Regions from separate parts of the Mus musculus genome. Here region 1 is linked to region 2. The links are chromatin contacts, called in public HiChIP or PLAC-seq maps. All regions are on one chromosome and are shown on one strand. The core of a region is the stretch at or near the end of the contact, and the rest is flanking DNA. Distances in the headings are between cores, read along the strand shown. Region 1 overlaps Col8a1 (collagen, type VIII, alpha 1). Region 2 overlaps Col8a1 (collagen, type VIII, alpha 1).

The links. HiChIP or PLAC-seq counts read pairs in DNA pulled down with a chosen protein or histone mark.
Region 1: an H3K4me3 HiChIP or PLAC-seq map of the 230-238 cell line shows a contact between it and region 2, with 2.1 times the contacts expected there. The contact joins two enhancer-like sites. A contact is called at or near these places in 1 of 15 datasets of contacts at CTCF or cohesin (pro-B cells), 17 of 484 Hi-C or Micro-C datasets (the C2C12 cell line, the C3H10T1/2 cell line, cerebral cortex and 10 more) and 6 of 115 datasets of contacts at active chromatin or transcription factors (the 230-238 cell line, a colorectal cancer cell line, embryonic fibroblasts and 3 more).

The regions. Positions count from the first base shown.
Region 1 is chr16:57,731,635-57,734,711 of GRCm38.p6, forward strand. The region is part of intron 1 of Col8a1 (collagen, type VIII, alpha 1); the gene reads right to left. Among named protein-coding and RNA genes, the nearest start is that of Col8a1, 22 kb to the right of the region's middle. Within about 2 kb of position 1,702, at least 9 of the 459 cell types and tissues checked have an H3K27ac peak or open chromatin away from gene starts, as enhancers often do. A contact at or near this core is called in the 230-238 cell line, where this site is marked.
Region 2 is chr16:57,660,133-57,663,274 of GRCm38.p6, forward strand. The region is part of intron 2 of Col8a1 (collagen, type VIII, alpha 1); the gene reads right to left. Among named protein-coding and RNA genes, the nearest start is that of Gm51269, 51 kb to the left of the region's middle. Within about 2 kb of position 1,754, at least 5 of the 459 cell types and tissues checked have an H3K27ac peak or open chromatin away from gene starts, as enhancers often do. A contact at or near this core is called in the 230-238 cell line, where this site is marked.

The DNA.
Region 1 (3,077 bases), core at 452-2,951, 71 kb after region 2:
ATATCTTTTCAGTGGTTGCATGAATTCTATGCAATGGCCAATTCCCATGTGAAAGACTTTCTTGTATATTTCTCCTCTATTTTCATTACTAATGTAGTTAATATCTTTCTTCTCTCTAAACACAGGAGAAAAATACTACGGGAAGGTTACCAAGAATGAATGTTAATGTAAACTATAGATTCTGGATAGTAACAATGTATCAATGTAGGCTTATCAATTGTAGAAAAAAATGCCATTCTAATGATACCTTTTCATGTGTATTTTGGCCTTTTGTATATTTCTTTGAAGAAACATATTTAATTATTTGTTATTCATTATGTTTTTATTGCTGTTTATTTGATGTATCCTTTTTATATTTAGAATACCATTTCATGTTTAGGTCTCTGACTTTTAAGTATTTCCTCCCATTCTGTAGGCTGCCTTTTCCTTCTGTGTCTTTTTGTAAACACCGATATTTTTGTTTCACAAATGCACACAGTTGGGTCATTGTATATGCATCCTGTGTATATGTGGACTAGATTCTTGAAGTGTAGTTACTAATCTATCTATAAAAGTTGTACCAACTTAGACTTTGTAATTATTAAGAGTCTATGACTGTTCCCGTCTTGATTTTCTTTTCCTTTTTTTAAATATATTTTTTATTAGGTATTTTCCTCATTTACATTTCCAATGCTATCCCAAAAGCCCCCCATACCCTCCAATCCCCACTCCCCTACCCACCCACTCCCACTTTTTGGCCCTGGCGTTCCCCTGCACTGGGGCATATAAAGTTTACAAGTCTAATGGGCCTCTCTTTCCAGTGATGGCCGACTCGGCCATCTTTTGATACATATGCAGCTAGAGTCAAGAGCTCCGGGGTACTGGTTTGATTTTCTTTTCAACACAGAAGAAATCTACTTTAGACACTGGCATAGAGATTGAAAAAGGTTATTTCTACACATTGCCATTGAGTCCATAAACCTGTTTAATTATAGTTAACTATTAAAGAAATTTCAGTCATTTCATATTTCTTAGAATTTAAAAAGGTACATTAGATTAAAATATATAACTCATATGTTGGTATTGCTTCTATCCCTAGGGTTAAAATCCATTATTTAATTTTTATTAATGGCTTTATAGCTAGCACTTTATGTAAAATGATTTTTAATAAATCTTGCTATTTTATAATGCAAATATAAAAGTCCATTCCAATTTGTAGTTAGTGTGGTTTTACAAGAAGCCAGTATACCATACTGATTCAATAATACATGTCAAGGAACCAATCTCAGGTCTTAGAATTCTTCCCATTGTGAGCATCACTGTGGCACTACGTACCTTCCAAGTTCAAGTACTGGGAAGGCCATGTGATTACATGGATATGACAGGAATTCTGGGGGAAGATGGTGCTGCAATTGAGAACAAGATTTTGCTAAGAAAGATATTTCCTTTGAGGTTACGCTTTAGAAACAAAAATTACAGAATGACAGTCATGCTTTTAGATCTTGAGACCAGACAGAGAGAGGGTACTTGGCTTTCCCCTCTTCAGCCACCCCACCTGTACACAGAGGTTTCCACACTGAAACTAGCACAGTGATGCAAACACACACGCAGTGTGTGTATCTCCTCTCCTTCCTCTTGCTGGGACTTTCTGTACAGAGCACTTATGAGGCACTACTGAGTTTTCCTGAGTCTGGGTTGGAACGTAATGCCTTACGGTTCCTGCAGTCCTCTGTTGCAGTTTATTAAAACCCAGAGAAGTTGGACTTGCTGTTTCCATATGGCTTTCCTAGTTTATTGGCTCCATTTGCTTGTAAAATATGTTTTCAATTACACATAAAACATTTGATGCAGACTACTTTGGGAAAGTCAAGATGTATTGTTTTTCTTGCCCACAGCACATGCATTTTGTTTTATCAGGAACTTAAGGTGGAGTGCACTGACGTCAAATGGTCAGTGATGGGACAGGGTCTGGGGAGGAAGGTGAAGGATGATCTTAAGCTATAAATAATAGAGGAGCCACAGAAAGTGAGTGTTTATTCTGGACTCACTGAAAGCATAACAGATTGTAGGCATGACCATAAATGACAAAAATATATGTAAAACCCAAAGGAAAAAGTGAGACCATTTGGAACACATGATCAAAACAGGAAACACTGGTTTGAAGTGAACCTCTCTTCCTCATATAGAACTTTCTAGATTTTTTTTTTTGGTCAGTCAACCATATCTAATTATTTTTCTCTGAAAGCAATGTAAAATTGGAAAGGGCTTTAAAACCATGGTCTCAGTGGGACCTGTTTGTCTTTCTTAGAGGAGTAATCATTTATAGTGAATTAATAGTTATTATTAGCACTTTGTCCAGGTCCTGGGCAACGGATTGCTTTATTAAATGTTCATCTGTCCAGACAAAACATTCAGATGGATTTTACTGGGCCATGCCTCAAACAGGAGAAAGAAGGCAACAGTGAGAAATCAAGTGGGGAGGACTAAAGTCCCATGAACCCCTTCTCTACACAACTCTTACTGGAACATCTAGGGGTCAACCATGAGTCAACTGGGCATTAGCACATCACAGATAAAGCAGAGAAAGGCAGTCTAATAGTGTAATACATGCACATAGACACTCATGCATGTACACATGCACACATGCATGCACGCACACACACAGGCCTATGATCTCACTGTTTAGTTAACTGTCATCAGAAAAGAGGTGTTTACTCCTTATTCTCGCTTCCGTGGTCAGCCAGTGACTATTTTGTTTCACTTCTGGCTTAGAAGTCTAGAGCATCTAGAATTACAGAGAATGCTTGTTAAAAATTCAGATTTCTGGCCACTAACCCAGCATGAGATTCAACAGGACTAGTCAGGGACATGGAATCATGCTGTGACTGGCCCTTGGACCAAACTTGAGCCCCACTGAGGAACTCCCTGGGATGAAGATGAGAGAGAGTGGCCAAGTGTTGTGATGACCAGGTTTATTTTCATTATGGGTAAGGTACGGTCTTAGACATTTACTTTATACCTTGTTTTAGTGGTTAATCTGGATCGTCAACCTGACTAGATCAGGTATCATCCAGGGTATTAGTTATGGAGGCACACCT
Region 2 (3,142 bases), core at 504-3,003:
CAAATCTCCACTACAAAGGCCATGACGACTTAGGAGCATACCAGAGTTCAGAGGCTGAGCAACTAGCTAAGTGAGTTCTTGGGTGGTATGTCATTTCAAGAAGCAGAAAAACAGTTACTGGGTACATAGATCCCAGGGAGTACAGTGGCTAAGTTCACATCTCAACTTGGAATTTGATTCCTTATTACTCAATATGATTAAAGGCGATGTGGTTGTTTTTGCTCATTTTGGTTTTTAAACAAATATATATTTGCCTCATGTTCCTCCTCTGTAAAAATAATGTTTAGATCCTAAGACATAGGAACAATTTAAGAGAATATTTGTAAAATGCTTCCATGGACTCTCACAGGGAGTAACAGCAATGCAGTAGCTATTGTTATGCTGTAATTACCAAGAGAAGCAGGAGTAGACGCAGACATGTAGACAGGCAAGAGAAGCCTCACTTGGAACAAATATAAACCCAAAGCACCCACCCCTGGCTCCCATTTTTCCAGGGGCCACGTCACTGTCTTTGTCTTGGTGTCTCTTTGAGAAGATATCATGTGCTATGCTTCTTCATTAGCTTTAGACCACTGGAGTAGGAAATCAGATGGCCAAACTTGTAATTCAAATTGCAAATTGCATAACCCTTAGTGCCATTGAGGTACAAAGACTTTGTCTTATATTAATCTATGGCTCTTGGGTCTCTAATTTTAGATGTTTTGAGATACATTTCATGGCTATGTGGAAGGATGAGTGAGATGTGGGAACAGGCTAATTCTCACTAGGCACTTATTGTTGGAAGGTCATTTCCAGGCATCACACAGATAGGGTGAACACCCTCTCTGATCCTTTCTTCTAGCCCCGGTTTCTCCAAGTTCCCTGGTGTAAGAAGTCAAGGGACGATGTTATGTAGAAATTATATCATTCTTGAAAATGCCCTGAATACCTAGAACTCTAAATCTGTCTTGATGATGTCAAGACCTTTCTAATACCTAAGTGGGATGTTGTCAGTATCCGGCTTCCTAAGATTGACTGTTCAACTGGGATATGCATCCTTGGAAAACACATGGTGCCCAGGAGCACCATATTTTCTGGGTGTTGTGAATGAAGCTTAGCTGGGTGGTCACATGCACAGCTTGGAAATCTGTTGTGGTACCTGGCAGAGCTGAAGATGGGAGCAGAGAACCTGGGGGAGGGGAGCAATTTGCTCTTCCCAAATCTCTATACCCTGATGCATAATTGGAAGAAATCTGAAAACTTTTAATTTGAATTTGGCCTTCCAGGTAGTTATGAAGGTGCATTGCATGACCATGACCATAACAAGGACATAAGTGGTGGACACACACACACACACACACACATTAAAATGCCTCTAACTACCTTTGCCAATACAGAAGTGCTGAAGAATCAGTGCATCAATTCAAATTCAAGAGCGAAATATGAGAATGTCTACTGTTCATTTTTCTGTTATCTTGAAAATGAGATCTCTGGGGAAAAGAATATGATTATACAAGTAAATCAAAACCATAGTGGGATAGTTTCATGAGAAGAAAAACCTAGAAGAAAGCAGAGACACAATCCCTAGAGGTCAATTGTTCCAAAGATGGTGTGTGTCTATTCTCTGTCAGCCAGAGCTGTGATATCTGAAAATGATGGCTGAAATAGCTGAAATTCTTATGAAAAAGTTCCAGGAAACCTTGGGGCTTCTGGGAAGCATATGCGAAACCAAGAATATTTCATTTTCTGTAAAAGTTACATGGACCGGAACAAAGTGTTAAGACATCAGCCAGGTGTGACACATTGTCTGTTTTCATTTTTTTTCCCTTAGGTTTTCTTAGATCTGAGAGAGGGGCGGGCCTTCATTGTCTCCTTTGGGTTATTTGGGGAAATGTGTGGAGTCCATTCCTGCTTTATGAGGTGGCACTGCTGAGATGCTCTTTGGAGGCTTTAGTAAGAAAGCCCTATGCTGCTCATGGCTCTGTATGGAAAGTGCAGTAGGGCCCACCTTCCATAAAGAGGACCAATCTTTGGCTAAACATATGGGAGTAGCTTCGCACCTGCTGTGCTGCAGAGACCTAGATTAACTCCTCTTATCCGACCCTACTTTCGTATTTGACTAAGATCTCCTTTGATGAGAGAACCTCAGTCTCTCCACTTATAATCATTGTGGTCTCTGGTGAACCAGACCACTCTCATGGAGCCTCAGTTTCTCCAGGCATAGAATGAAAGCTGGGGTAGCCCTGTCTCTGAGGGTTTATAAAACTGCAAACATAGTGCCCTCTTCACTTCTGATATGTTCCTCTGTTTTTTGAGTTCTTTTAATGTCAACTATAGTATTTGGAAAGTTGTCTTATATCAGGAACCTTTGACTGATCTTTTTGCTTGAACAAAACAGTCTCTTCTTACTCAGTACCCATGGCTACATTCACACCATGCAGGCCTAGCTCTGGAGTGAAAGGAAGGCCAACGTGAAATGAGGAGTTGCTCTGTGACTATTTTATACCTCTTCTCCAAGGAACTCCTGAGTGAGAAATGCATCTGGCTCCCATTTCCTGTAGAACTTTGCTTATTTGAAATGTTTAAGAAATCAATTGATCCAACTTCAAACAGGCTAGATTTCGCTGGCTGTGTAAAAGCTCAGACCTCCTTTTGTGTCACTCCCAAGTCTGGGCTTCACAAACATCCAGTTCCCTCATCCTTTACCAGAGGACTTCTTCCTGGCCATTGCTCCTTCGTGCTGAGCCAAGTGTCAGGCTGGGAAAGGAGGCAATAAATCTCTGTGATTCTTCATATCTGGAATTTTCCCTGTTGCTTCTGATAAGGAAATGACCGAGGCCCTCAGCTCTATGCACAGAGCTCAGAGAAATTTAGTAACCAAATCATGTTTTGCTCACAAAAGGGAAAGCAAAATGTGCTAAACTTGGCTTTGAGTTTATCCAGGTGGTTTTCAGAGGACCTGGGGGAAATTATCTCTGCTCTTGACTAATTTGTACTTAGAAATTTTAAAAATGAAAACAAATTCCTAAATTTTAAATATTTTGACTAAATATTTCTCAATGGGAAGAAAGTAGCAACATTTTTGTCCCATGTAGATGTCTTTGCAATGAAAAGTTTTTTGCCTGCTCGTAGTAATGGGTCACTCACTTTGTTTGCGCCTTTT